Linked DNA regions of Mus musculus: all the other regions are linked to region 2. Evidence: chromatin contacts called from public HiChIP or PLAC-seq and promoter capture Hi-C data. All regions are on one chromosome and are shown on one strand. Each heading gives the region's core, a stretch centred on a gene start, on an enhancer-like site or on the middle of the called end of the contact. The rest is flanking DNA. Distances are from core to core; before and after follow the strand shown.

What was found. Promoter capture Hi-C pulls out the DNA fragments that hold promoters and counts their contacts. HiChIP or PLAC-seq counts read pairs in DNA pulled down with a chosen protein or histone mark.
Region 1: a contact with region 2 is called in an H3K27ac HiChIP or PLAC-seq map of stem cell-derived neural progenitor cells, with 4 times the contacts expected there. The contact joins the enhancer-like site here to the promoter of Rhbdd1 in region 2. A contact is called at or near these places in 1 of 39 promoter capture datasets (hippocampal neurons), 1 of 484 Hi-C or Micro-C datasets (B cells) and 2 of 115 datasets of contacts at active chromatin or transcription factors (large pre-B cells and stem cell-derived neural progenitor cells).
Region 3: a promoter capture Hi-C map of second pharyngeal arch cranial neural crest shows a contact between it and region 2. The contact joins the enhancer-like site here to the promoter of Rhbdd1 in region 2. A contact is called at or near these places in 6 of 39 promoter capture datasets (cranial neural crest, embryonic stem cells, frontonasal cranial neural crest and 3 more), 1 of 15 datasets of contacts at CTCF or cohesin (stem cell-derived epiblast-like cells), 14 of 484 Hi-C or Micro-C datasets (the G1E-ER4 cell line, cochlea, embryonic cerebral cortex and 9 more) and 15 of 115 datasets of contacts at active chromatin or transcription factors (the NIH/3T3 cell line, Th17 cells, acute myeloid leukemia and 12 more).

What each region holds. Positions count from the first base shown.
Region 1 is chr1:80,650,020-80,654,408 of GRCm38.p6, forward strand. The region is part of intron 1 of Dock10 (dedicator of cytokinesis 10); the gene reads right to left. Among named protein-coding and RNA genes, the nearest start is that of Dock10, 110 kb to the right of the region's middle. Within about 2 kb of position 2,197, at least 7 of the 459 cell types and tissues checked have an H3K27ac peak or open chromatin away from gene starts, as enhancers often do. A contact at or near this core is called in stem cell-derived neural progenitor cells, where this site is marked.
Region 2 is chr1:82,314,626-82,318,759 of GRCm38.p6, forward strand. It overlaps Rhbdd1 (rhomboid domain containing 1), which reads left to right and starts at 1,954. Exons shown (of 7, transcript NM_029777.3): 1 at 1,954-2,023.
Region 3 is chr1:81,299,206-81,303,456 of GRCm38.p6, forward strand. All of the region lies in intron 6 of Nyap2 (neuronal tyrosine-phophorylated phosphoinositide 3-kinase adaptor 2), which reads left to right. Among named protein-coding and RNA genes, the nearest start is that of Nyap2, 220 kb to the left of the region's middle. Within about 2 kb of position 2,691, at least 19 of the 459 cell types and tissues checked have an H3K27ac peak or open chromatin away from gene starts, as enhancers often do. A contact at or near this core is called in second pharyngeal arch cranial neural crest, where this site is marked.

The DNA of each region.
Region 1 (4,389 bases), core at 947-3,446, 1.7 Mb before region 2:
TGTGTGTGTGTGTGTGTGTGTGTGTGTGTGTGTGTGTGCGTGTGAGAGGATAAATACAGCTGTGCACTTGAAGTGGATGTTGGAGGTATATGTCAGTATCGTCCTACATCACCACCAACCTTAGTTTCTGAGATAGAACTGCTCAGTGAACTTAGAGGCCACCTTTTTTGCCTGGGTTGGATGGCCAGTGAGCTCCCAGGACCCTCTGTCTCTGTCTCCTCTGTGCTGAGGTTAAAAACGCACTGTGTGGGTGCAAGGAATCAGCTCAGGTCCTCAGCCTTGAGGTACAAAGACTTTTCCACCAAGTAATCTCCCAAGTGCTGTCTTACATGGGCCTTGGCTGTCTTTAAGCAGTTGCATTTCACTCCAGGGCAGCCCCAGGTCTCAGTTTTTCTGTATTATCCATGGTCCTAAACTATCATTTTGGACTTTCAAACTAAAACATTTAATCTGCTCTCTCTCTCTCTCTCCTTCCTAACATCTGTCTGCTGTCTATCTATCTGTCCATGCTCTCCTTCCTTACATCTGTTTTTGCTGTCCATCTATCTGTCCATCCATCTTTCTATTCATGTCTTTCTGTCTGTCTCTCCCTTTGACCTTACATTAATATGTATGTAAAAATCAAAACAAAAATGTACACTGAAACCAATCAGAAAATGCTCATCCCTGCCATAGGCTTGTGGATCATTTACATCCCTTTCCTCCACTAGTTTCCACATCTAAGTATGCAGCGCTGGTCAGTACTCACTGAAATGGCCTGTGAAATGGTTACTAACATCTTTTTCTTTTTCTCTTTTAAGTCCAGTGTGAACAGGAGTGCAGGAGTGTGCGTGCATTGCAACCCAGCAGTGTAAAGGGAAACAGCATGTCAGGAGTGGGTTTCTATAGTCTTGCTCCATTTTTAAAAAAAATGTTATGTCTCATTAGTCCTGAACTTGCACATTAATACAGAAAACAGGGCTAAGGGGTTGTTTTACTAAATAAAGTGCCTACCTTGCAACAGTAGGCTCTGAGTTTGCCCCCTGAAGCTATGTTAAAGTGCTGGGTATAATATTGATTGCTGACTTGCAATCTCTGCTTGAGGGTGGCAAGGACAGCAGCATCCTTGGAAATCAGTGACCATGGCTAGCCTAATTGCTGAGCCCAATAAAAAACCTTGTCTCAAAGGAGATGCTTGGTATCCATGAAGATCACATCTGACATTGTCTTTTGTCTTTCTCATGCACACATGTTCATATACACCTGCACATACAGCTACACTTCTCCCAAGCATGCATAAAGAAGAAATTGGAGGCAAAAGGATATTTCTGAGAAGACTTTTCACTGAAATACAAACTCTAGGTAAAATTGATCTAACTTAACTTACTATTGTAGGCACATCACAGTTCCAGAGTCTAAAGTTACTGATATAACAATTTACAAGTCAAACCACAAACTATTCTTGATAGATCAATAAAGTATAGTATAGACTACAAACATTTTTAAAGACAGTTTTATGTATCTGGCACAGCAGGGAACTCGTGAATAATATCCCTCAGTCCTTTCTTATTGCTTTGAGATTATTTGCATAGAAATAAGATATTGCATTGAGGTTATTTACATGGGGAATCTCAAATCTAGAATATGCGCTCAGTAATGTTTGACTGAGGGATACATTAGTAAACTTTTGTCTTTCCAGGAATTTTTCTTAATGTGTATCACTCAAGATACTCCACTATTTGTAGTTTTTTAAAATATGATTTTAGGAAGTAAATTGCATTAAGATGGCAAGAGATAGAGCTTGATTGGTGGAGTCCTTGCTGAACATGTGTGAGTCCATGCATTCTATCCTCACCTCTGCATAGACTGGGTGTGGTGATACAAACCTATAATCCTAGCACTTGGGAGATAGAAGTAGAAGGAACAGGGGTTCAAGGTAATCCTAAGCTATGCTGCTGAGTTGAAAGCCAGTCTGAGATACAGAAGACTCAGTTACAACCAAACAACCCAAAAGGGCACTAATAGATTCTCGAACACTTAGAAGCTGAGATTTAACAGAACCTGCATGGAGAGATGGTCTGTGTCTATTGTGGTGAGAGCCCAAGGGTAGACAGGCAACAGTTGTCCCTAAAATAAGTGACCTGTCTGTTCAACGTCTTGTATAAAGAGAAAGACACACTCAAGGATAGAGGAATCAGTTCTTTTGTCACTCTTGGCTCTGGGTAGAGACACAGAATGGAACTGGGAAGTGAGCAGAGCTGATTTATGGCCTTAACAAGGATAGAGCTGTCCCTCCTGAATTTAATGGGCCTGTTTCTTTTGGCGTATACCAAGTGGGATAAGGTGTGTGCCAAGATTACCCTGAATTGAATTGGGTTTTTATGGTGCTTTTTCCTCTTACCCTTTCTTGTAAATGAGTAATGAATTTCATTAACCATTCTAAAGTCACTGCTCCTGGGAAAAGAACCCACCACCAGCACCTGTTATTATGCAGCAGGGGGATGTTGCACCACAGTGGTAACAGGCCCTATTCTTCTCATGTACTATTAAGAGATTTGTTTGATCGGGTTCACCAAATCCACAGCTCCCCTTCACATCAACTTCACAGCATTAGGATGGACCCCTGTCACCAAAACAAAAGTTTCCTTCCTCTGGACTTAACCATGACTTCTAATGGTAAGCTAACACCATGTCTAAGCCCAGAGTTGTAAAGCTGACATGGCAACTGTCCAGTCTGTCAGGACTATTCGATTGGCCTGAGATAAGTAGACTGTTCATTTCTTAACTGGGGTTGTTTCATTTCTAGAGTAAAGGATAGCAGCACAAACATCTGGATTCTTTTCATCATTTGGGTAAAGAAACAATGCTAAAGAAAATAAGCATTTGAAATATGACTAAATTGACAAATGTTTTCCAGAATAAAAAGTACAGTCCAACTAGAAATTAACCTAGCCTATCTAGCCTTGTTTTAGCTAAGTTCAAAGTCTGTGGGAGGATGTGGTTGCTGGCCTTCTATGAAACACAGGGAGAATGCTTTCTTCATCCCCATGAGCTATGAGACTTTGTGCATGGTGATTAAATTCCTCATGCTTTAGTATATATGTTTGTAAAGTGATTTAGTAGAGGCTATCTTGGAGGATGAAATGATGTTGTGCTTAGAACAATACTAGGTCTGTAATACTGTTTTCTTAAATATTAAGTAGATAAAGACTGGTTTACCATTTTTACATGTTGCAGCTTGAAAGCACCTGTAATGTACTTGTAATATGTACAGGACACATTCAATAAATGTGTGTTCCATAATTAAGTGTATATCCCTTCTTCCAGGTCCAGAGATAACCTAGATTCAATATGAGGGAAATAAACACATATAAAATCCAAAGAGAAATGTATTCAACTTCATCTAGGGGTGACAAGAAAAGTAGGTAAGGTTGACAGTGGCTGTTCCTAGCCAGTGAAGACACTAAGTCAGCCTTTCAATAGAAGTAATTGTTGAGAATCATGGGTAATGGACAAAGGCATCTATCTGTAATGTGCTTTAGAAATGACATTAAGACTAGGACAGGGTCTGGAAGAAACCAGTGGGGAACTATATGCTACATGCCATGGATTTTCTAAATTCTTCAGGGCTTCATGAGAATTAGTTAGTTGTCAATATTGTGCATATAATTGGGGTTGTTTTGTTGTTGAAAACCTAAGTAAGGTAAGGTCCATAGTTCAAGTGTTGCTTCAAAAGGAAGAACAGAGATGCTGTCTCAGAACGTGAGCAGTGCAAGGTAATCTTGATGATATTTATAGATCCATATAGGAGATTAGAACTACAATCTATACTACCTAGGTTTCTAAGAAGTTGTTAGGCTGCCAGGATATGGTCTGATTCAGAAATTATACGATGATACCTATAAAATAATGAACACTTATTAAAATTGTTTTTCTATAATTTATAATAAAAACAAAATGCTTATTTATTATTGTTTAATGAAGATGAGAATAAATATTATGTAATAGAATAACTACGCTGACTTTAAAACTATAAAGAGAACTGATTGTAAAGACTCAAACATCATTAGCTTATTGCATTGGGGTACTGGGATATTGAGGATGTTGCTGTTTTTATGTTTTTGGAAGAACATGTGTTGCTTTCATCATGGTAAAAGGATGAACTTGATTCTTCAAAAGAATAAAGCCTTCATTAAACACTGGGGAGTTATTTGATTTTAAAATTGTTTACCCTTTGAAAATCCACCAGAGAGGAAGCCCAGAAATATCACAGTGGGGCTTCACATAGAATTTCAACCACTAACAGATTCAAGTAATTACAACAAAAGATACACAAAACACTGGGGAAAAGAGACCAGAGAAAATAATTACAGATTGGGCATGTGGTTATAGAAGCCATGCCAGCAACAC
Region 2 (4,134 bases), core at 704-3,203:
CTTTCTGCTAGTTTCCACCCAGTTATGAAATGTTCAAAGGAGGTAACCAAACCCCCAGTTTCAACACAGGCACCATATTTTATGAACATTAATTTGAGTCAAATGGCTAAGAATTGTTGCTTGTCCCTCAAGGGTTAGATACAATTTAAAACTGCACACCATAAATATATTTCATATACTAAATGGAATATGCATAATAATATCTTAGCTGACAAGTAAAATACTTTTGAGAACTTAAAAATTATAATTTTTACAAGGTAATGTAACAATGACTTGCTTTTCTACAAAAACGTTAGAGGACTTAGTCTGGCTTTGAGTCTTTAGTAATTTTAAGCTTTGTTTACATGTAAGAATTCTGACTGTCCCTCTATTAAAGTTTAGGCTAGGAAATTATTACCCAGATAATGGGAACTCCTGATATTCTTGCATCTATTTTCCAAGTGGAGAGATTACAGGTGTTTGCCCCTATGTCTGGTGAGGTCATTAAAAAAATGGTTTTTCTCTGTCCTCTTATATGCCAATGAAACATTTTACTCATATTTAAAATAGGATTAAAATGTTTTTTTTCTTTACTTTTTATGATTCAGGATGTCATATAGACTAAGCTGGTCTTGAAGTTATATAGCTGAGGCTGTCCTTGAACTCCCAATCTTCCTGTCTCTACCTTCAAACTGTGGGGTCATTAGTGTTCACCATCACAGCCTGCTCCCCAAGAACATTCCTAAGCCCTGTCTATTTACAATTGCATTTTTTTTGAGATTACTGATTTGAGACTTGATTTGCGGCTCTTTTAAAGTCACTTCTGCACTTAAAAACAAGATAATAACAAAAACAGTGTAAGTATAGAAAGGGGTAGACTGACAGAGAATATAAAGCAAGAGTATATTAATGGAATGGATGCATAGAATTGGTGGGAAGAACAAATAGAGACCTCTCCTTTTGAGAAATTGCATTCATGTTTTCTTCCTAAGGAGATATATTTCTACATGCAATTTAGTTCCCCCTACTCACTTGGGTTCCATTTCCAGGAATGCAGTTTCGCAATGTCAGTCTTGGACTTACATACCCCCCCACTTTTTTTTATACCTGAAAGGGGTTAAATTATAAGAATTCATTCTTGAATTTGCTAAGAATTTTGTCACTTGAAATTCTCATCTATATCTCCTAATAGTGTGGGAAATTTTCATTCAAATTCCAACTACAAGGGAAAATTTTTTAGGAGAATTTCTTCTGTTATACAATAGAAGATTAACTTTTGGGGGACTGGGAAGTTTTTAATATGCTAACTAGACGTGGCTACTAAGCCTTTTGGTAAATATACCTGCACCCAATTCATGCCTTGAAAAGGTGGAGCTCTCCTCTAATTACTAGAAAAATAATTACACCAAACATCGTTTTCTTGTAGGACACAAATGCAGCATTGCCTTTAGAAGAAGCTGCCCATGAAACTGGTTCCACGTTAGAAGGAGAAAATTGCATCAAACGACCTAAGTCACAAAAACCTTTTCTCACGAGCCCTTAAAGCAGTAAACAGGCTAAGCAGTGTGGCCTCGTGTTTGTGCTTGGGGAATGAAATGTACACCGTGGCCCTGTTTCGCCGGCCTACTTTCTGGGATAAGCAGCTCTCCTGAGGCCCATTGGGAACAGCTACTGTCTCCACCGTCCACTTGGTAGACTACACTGCACCGGGAAGAAACTTTGGCCTTGAGGGAGCTGGCCATAGGCGACTCATGCGCTGTGCGCGTGGTAAGTGATTATTAGTTAGTTATGGCTGTAAAAGCACACCGACACCCTTGTTGCTAAGGGTTGAATAGGATGAGCGCTACGCATTAGCTAGAGGAAGCCGAAAAGGCAGTACGAAGCACGGAGCATGCGCAGACTGCCGCTCCTTTCCCTAGGCCGCCGGAAGTGGAGCCTGCGGAATCGGCGTCCGTGCCGGAAGTTGAGTCTCCGGATTCGGCGTCCAGACGTAGTGACGCACGAGCGCGGGAGTACGTGAGGACGCAAGCGGGTCTTAGAGAGAGTGAGTTTCCGCGTCTCTTCAGCTGAGTGTATGGCATCGCTTTTGTGCGGCGTGTGTTGCGGCTTCCCGGGACCACGGATGGCGGGGCCGGGGCTGAGATCCGGGCCGCTGCGGGCCGGGCGGAAGCGCTGCTATGGGGCCAGCCAGGGTCCGCTGGGCGGAAGTGCTGCTTAGGGACCGGGCGGAGGAGCCGGCCCGCCGGGTCCGGGTCTTCTTCTCCCCTCCGGCCGGCCGGGATGGGGTCGCAGGGGCAGTCGCACCGGTACCGCTTCCCTGGCTCATGGAGATCTAGGCTGCCCGGATAGGCTTTTGCGAGGTTCCTCCGACTTCAGGAAGTTTGAGGCGAAGTTGCATCAGCTTGCACAGAGCTTGCAGTGGCAGGTGGTTGGGGGGGCGGCCACTTCTGTCTCAAACACACAGACCCATCCTAACCTCTGTAAGGCTGTCTGTACCACAGAATAGAGGACAGACATACACCCGAGGGACTTCACCTCTTCTCTTTTCACACATGCCTTTCCGTTTTTCCAAAACAGGCATTATTTAAAACAACAACAACAACAATAACAACTGTAATATCTAATTATTGCACGGTTAAGATTCAGTTGTCAGACTCATTTATAAAAGTCCCTTTCAGTAGCTTCATGACACCAGGTTTTCTTTGGGGGGGGGGGCATGGTGCCAGGTTTTTTGTTTTTTTTTTTTTTTCCCCCTCTACTTTTCATCCCAACGTCCTAACCTCATTTACCTTCTTCCTGCTTCTATTACTGATTCTGCTTCGGATCTTCTAGTGTTCTGGTACATTCCAGGAGAGCAAGTGCTCCTGCCTTGGTCCTGGGTTTGCTCTCCATCAACAGCATCTTCTGAGGGAATTGTTGGCAGTACAGATTTTAGTGTCATACCCCTTTGAGCAAGCCTTTCGGTCCATTCTAGCACTTCCGGGTACTGAGTTCGACGAATAACAGCGTAAAAAGTACTCACTCGTTATGGAATTTTATACATAATGAGGTTAGAGTAAGGTGAGGTATTTTCTAGATCTGGAATCTTGACCGAATCATTTAACTGTGACTTCATAGTACTAAGTGTTGACATGTGAAAACAAGTGGGTAGCAATAACCCATACAAAACACTCCAAGAGAAGTTACTAGACCTGCATGAAGAAAGCGCACAGGTCGTGGAGGAAGGACGAGGTGTAGGGTTAGAGAGCAGTTGGAGTGCATGATTTTATGACTGCTGCAAAGACTTTTATCCCAACTACTTATGAATAGTAAAAATTTAGATACAGGATAGTTATGGATGTCTCACACCTGTAACAGCAATGCTCAGGAGGCTGAGGCAAGAGATATCCTAAGTTTGGAGTCCAGTCAGAGCTACATCATGAGACCCTATGCAAACAGCCACATCAAGCGAGAAAGTTACAGCAGTCCGTTATGCCACTAATTTTATTTACATTGTGGTATTTTAGAAAATGAACTATTAGAAATTGTGCCAAGGTGGTTTAAAGGTCTTTGCCCTTCTTGTTTCTTCAACTTAGTTATACCTAAGTTTGTCCTGTAGTTTGGTAAAGGCCAGACCAGAGTTACAAAGAAGCATACAGTGGTGGCTAGCACCCCGCCACCAAAAGCTGTTTCTGTCCTTAGCTTTTGTCCCTATATATGGTATGGCTCCATCTTAGCAAAGAAGGGCTCATGTCCATTGGGGACGGTCACAGTTAAGTGGACAGGCTCCCAACGGGATGATTTTTATTTTATTTCTCCAAATTACTACATGGAACATTTTCTAAGAACTATTCCTTTCTCCAACGGTTCACCTAGAGGAAGAAATAATCATTTGGGGTCTGAAGCTACTGTTCTTGAGTCTAGGCTCATTACAGTGTTAAAAAGGGTCAGTGACTAGTGGTGGCCTGTGTAACACATAGCTTTGACTAAAGAGCACTGGTGCCAAGGCCATGCTGAGACTCCAGAATATTATGGGCAATAAATTGTCATGTAAATATATCACTTGTGATACCTGTTTCTATCCATAATAGTTAACCTTACCACCAAAGTGATACTGTCCCATCATGAAGCGATTGTTTTTCAGAGACTCCTAATGTTTTATTATTTTCTGTGTAA
Region 3 (4,251 bases), core at 1,441-3,940, 1.0 Mb before region 2:
AGATCTAGGAAACTGTCCAGCACTGATCATCCAAGTGCACACTCATCAATATGGTAAATGTCAGGAGGTTTTAAAACCATAACGAAGCAGAATAACTGCATTTTGTAATGAGAAACATTGTGCGTCTTAGTATTTTTGCCCTACTAAACTATGCACAGTCTTTAATTTCTGGGTGAATGAATATCTGCAAGCACTTGTCTCTCTCAGGTGCATCTCAAGTGCCATTTAGGATTTCTTAATTTAAATTACCAAAGGCCTTTGTATGTAAATGTAGCCATCCTAACTACTTCAAGGATCACAGAATAAGTTGACAGGGCATACTTGCCTCTTAGTCACAGTGACAAAATGACCCTTTCTCTACCGTCTCTCAAATATTGAAAAACTGTTAAAGAGTGTGATATCGAAATTAATCTCTTCCAACACAAAATTAGGAAACTCTCTAGAGCACACTGGTGTGGTTACTTAGCTGGCTCCGTTGTGCATTTAAGGTTATCTAATATGGAAGCAGAGGAATGACCAAACCAGAGCAGGCGGCTCTCCGCCCCAGGCTGACCTCTTACTGAACACCGAGCTTCCCCACAGAAGAGATCCCTGTAAGCCATGCCAGAGATTTGGCCAGTAGCATCTGCCATTCATGTTAGTATGCCTTGAGGTCAGCCCAGCATGCATTCATTACAGAAAAGCCCCAAAAGAGGGACATCAAAACAACCACAAAGATCATTACACAAAGTCAGCTCACGTTGGGGAATTATTTCTCGTGAACTAATTTCCAGCTGAAAAATAAATTGTATTTGCAAAGCCTATTTTCCATAAATAACATTTATTTCCATGAAATTTGTTGAAGATTGTATCTAGCTTTGTGAAATATGGAATAAATTAATGTTAGTAATAAGACTACCGGTGACTAAATTAACCTATAGCTATACATTATAACGATGTTGCATTAGTATAACGCAAGTATGAAAATCCCCAATACTTTCTATGTGCTCTCAATACTTCTGTCTTATTGGTTAAAAAACATGCAAGGCTTGAGTTTTCTGTAAGGCATTCTATTGTATTTAATTAAAGTCAGATTTAAATATGTGAAAGATTACTTTTCAATGCCAGCTGGATGTTGAAATGTTGGAATTATTTGATTTCTATGTTCATGCAGGAATTCTGATTACATTTTATAAACATTGGTGTCACAGGATATTTTAGCATATTATTTAGATTTGTATGGTCATTATGCTTTAAGGACCAGATATTTAGAGGCCACTTTTTAAGTTTAACAGTCTCATAACAAGCATCTCAAGAAATCTGCTACTGAGCAGAAACTACAAACTCATACCTGTCCCCAACACACTTATTATCCATCTCCATCGCTACCAGGAATGAGGCAGATTGATGCAATTTACAACTCCGTCTAAGAAGATTCAAACCCATGGGGTGGCACTTAGGTCAAAGGACTCTGAGGGTGTCTGCTAGCTGCTAGTTCTCTGTACCTGGATGTGTCCTTTATACCCTTATCATCAGAAGTCAAAACTAAGGCAATGGAAAAATTATAAAGTAGCTGAAGAATATTCTTTAGTGTGTGAAAGGCACAGATGTTATGGGAGGATCTGAGGTGAAGTTTTCACAGTGACGATCCCATGCTGTTTATTGTTATCTCTGCTTCTTGCCTGTAGGATGTACAAGGACATGGGTGGAGCCTTTCTGTTCTGTTCTATATCAAACAGGTGCTCTTACTCCCCCATGTGGCAAGAGAGAATGCCAGTGTGAGCTGGCTGACACAAGCTGTCCAGCGTGTCTTGCTTATGGGATGCTAGAAGTTATGAACTGAAACGCTTAAATGCGTCACTCTTCTTTTTTCCAGGGAGCCTGTTTTTTTATCTGTAGAGTATGGGAAGTATTATTTGTTTAATAGTATTGTTGAGAATCAGTGTGATTATAAATATATGATTCATATTATATAAAAATAATATACATTTATATTATATAAGTATATTATATAAATTATATATAATTTCAAATTTAAAATATCAATTATATTATTATAACTGATATAATATTATTGTGTACTAAATATAAATGTATTTTTATATATGAAAAGGATTAGGGATAATATTTATTCTTTCTCTTCTTGCCATACATCATTTTACTCTCTCAAATACTCAAATTTTTCGGATTGCTGGAAAATTTTGAGAGGAGACTTCTGGCCACTGATGTAACAAAGAAGTTGGATGCAGATGGGTGACTTAGTTCACCCCAGTATTCCTATGTAATCCTGTGAGAAATTAAACACTCAGAATTTGCTAGGGTAGTGACTTTTTCTTGTCCTGTATTTATCATGTGTGGTTTGGATAAAATGTAAGTGGAAACTGACTACCAGTGTCATTTCAGCTCCCCTGTCATCTACTGTTATTTATTGTCCTATCTAGATTAAATGACAAATGAATGCAATGGAAATTCTACAGCTATCTAGGATGCTATCAACTTTTGTGGTTAGGAGAAAGAAGATGCTATGGTCAGAATGGTCAGCATATGCTTTAAGATGTATCACTGATTCAAATACATTGTTTTCTTTAAACACCAGCATGCACTCTGTGGAATACACCTTTAACAACAGAAACCAATGGGGCTTCAACAAGCCTGCCCCACACTGCTTGGAGAACTTTAACAAATAAAGTGGATACATGGCTCCCCCTAGCAACCGAAATGTATAGTACAACCAGCTCTTCAAAGGCAGGGTTGCTTTTAAAGTCTTACTTGTAAACACACCTCCTGAGTGAGGAAAATGAGCAACTGTATCCAACGCCCCTTGTGTGCTGCACATTTTTATGGATAGATGAAGGTAACTGCATTGGGCTGTATGACTTCTTCCCTTCATTTAATTATCTCTGTTCAACCTGAGTCTTGAGAGAAAACAAAAAACAAAAAACAAAAAAAGCATTGCCCTTCTTTAATTAAATTAAAGTGCAGGGGTGGGGAGCTTAATTCAATAAATGGAAGAATAACTTCTTGATTTTTTTCCTTCTGTTAATGTCATTGAAATGAGTAGCTTAAGAATGTTTCAAAAAAAAAAAAAAAAGAAAGAAAAAGAAGAAGCTCTCTCTAGCTACTGGGTAAGCTTTCCTTCGACTTAGGTGACCAGTAGAATATGAAGAAATGTTTGTACACAACACTTGCTCACAGTTGTTCTGCACTTTATTCCAGTGCCTCTCTACTTTCCTAATGCTGTAACCCTTTAGTACAGTTCCTCATGTTGTGGTGACCCCAAACCATAAAATTATTCTGCTATTACTTCAATAACTATAGTCTCCCTGCTGTGAGAAATTTTAATGTAAATATCTGATACACAGGATACCTGATTTGCGACCCCCCAAAGAAGTTGAGACCCACCATTGAGAACTTTTGCTTTATTTGAATAATATGGTCCCGTGGTGCATGCTTTTCTGAAGAAACACTAAGGGGCGTTAGTCGTTCCCTTCTATTCTGTGTGACACATAAACGTTACCCCTCGGGTTGAACCACCTTGCTAAACAAAACAGATATCTTAAGCAGCACTCGTGATCCTCCTGCAACTGCCACAGCTCTCAGGATTCTGTATTACCATGTTCATATCATATCTACTTTGTGCTCTTAATATCATATCTAGTAAGAAGTCATAATATGTCTATTAGTGAGGAAGCTGAAGCCAGAGTGTCTCTGTAATTCAAATCTGACACTAGTCACATGGTGCTAAGGTGTAAGCCCAGATTGTCTTATTAAAGCCATGCCGTACACAAAGCTGCCTTCTTCATACTTCGGTTCTCAACTGCTCTCCACATTCTCTTTTGCTCATTGGCTTATTAAACATGCAGATTTTCTTGGGTGTTATATTTGTGTTCATCATTCTTAAATGAAATTTGCATAGGGGAGTATGAATTGCAACAGGACTTCAACTAAACAGTGTCCCAACTTTGACTAGTATCCCCAAGGGTGAAATGAGGTTAGCAATGTGACTCTATCTCTGTCATATCACTCTCAACTTCCACTCTTGTGTTCTCTATTGAAAGAACTCATGAGAGACATAAAGAGCAGAAAGTCTCCCCCCCCCCCAGAGGAAAGGTATAGAAGTATATGATGAACAAAGAGACAATACTCTCCACTTATATTTCAGCTAGTGCATTAATACTCTTCTATTATAGTGATAAAATACCATAACCAAAGCAACTTACAGAAGGAGGGCTTCCTCGGGCTTATGGTCCTAGACAGATAAAAGTCCATTAT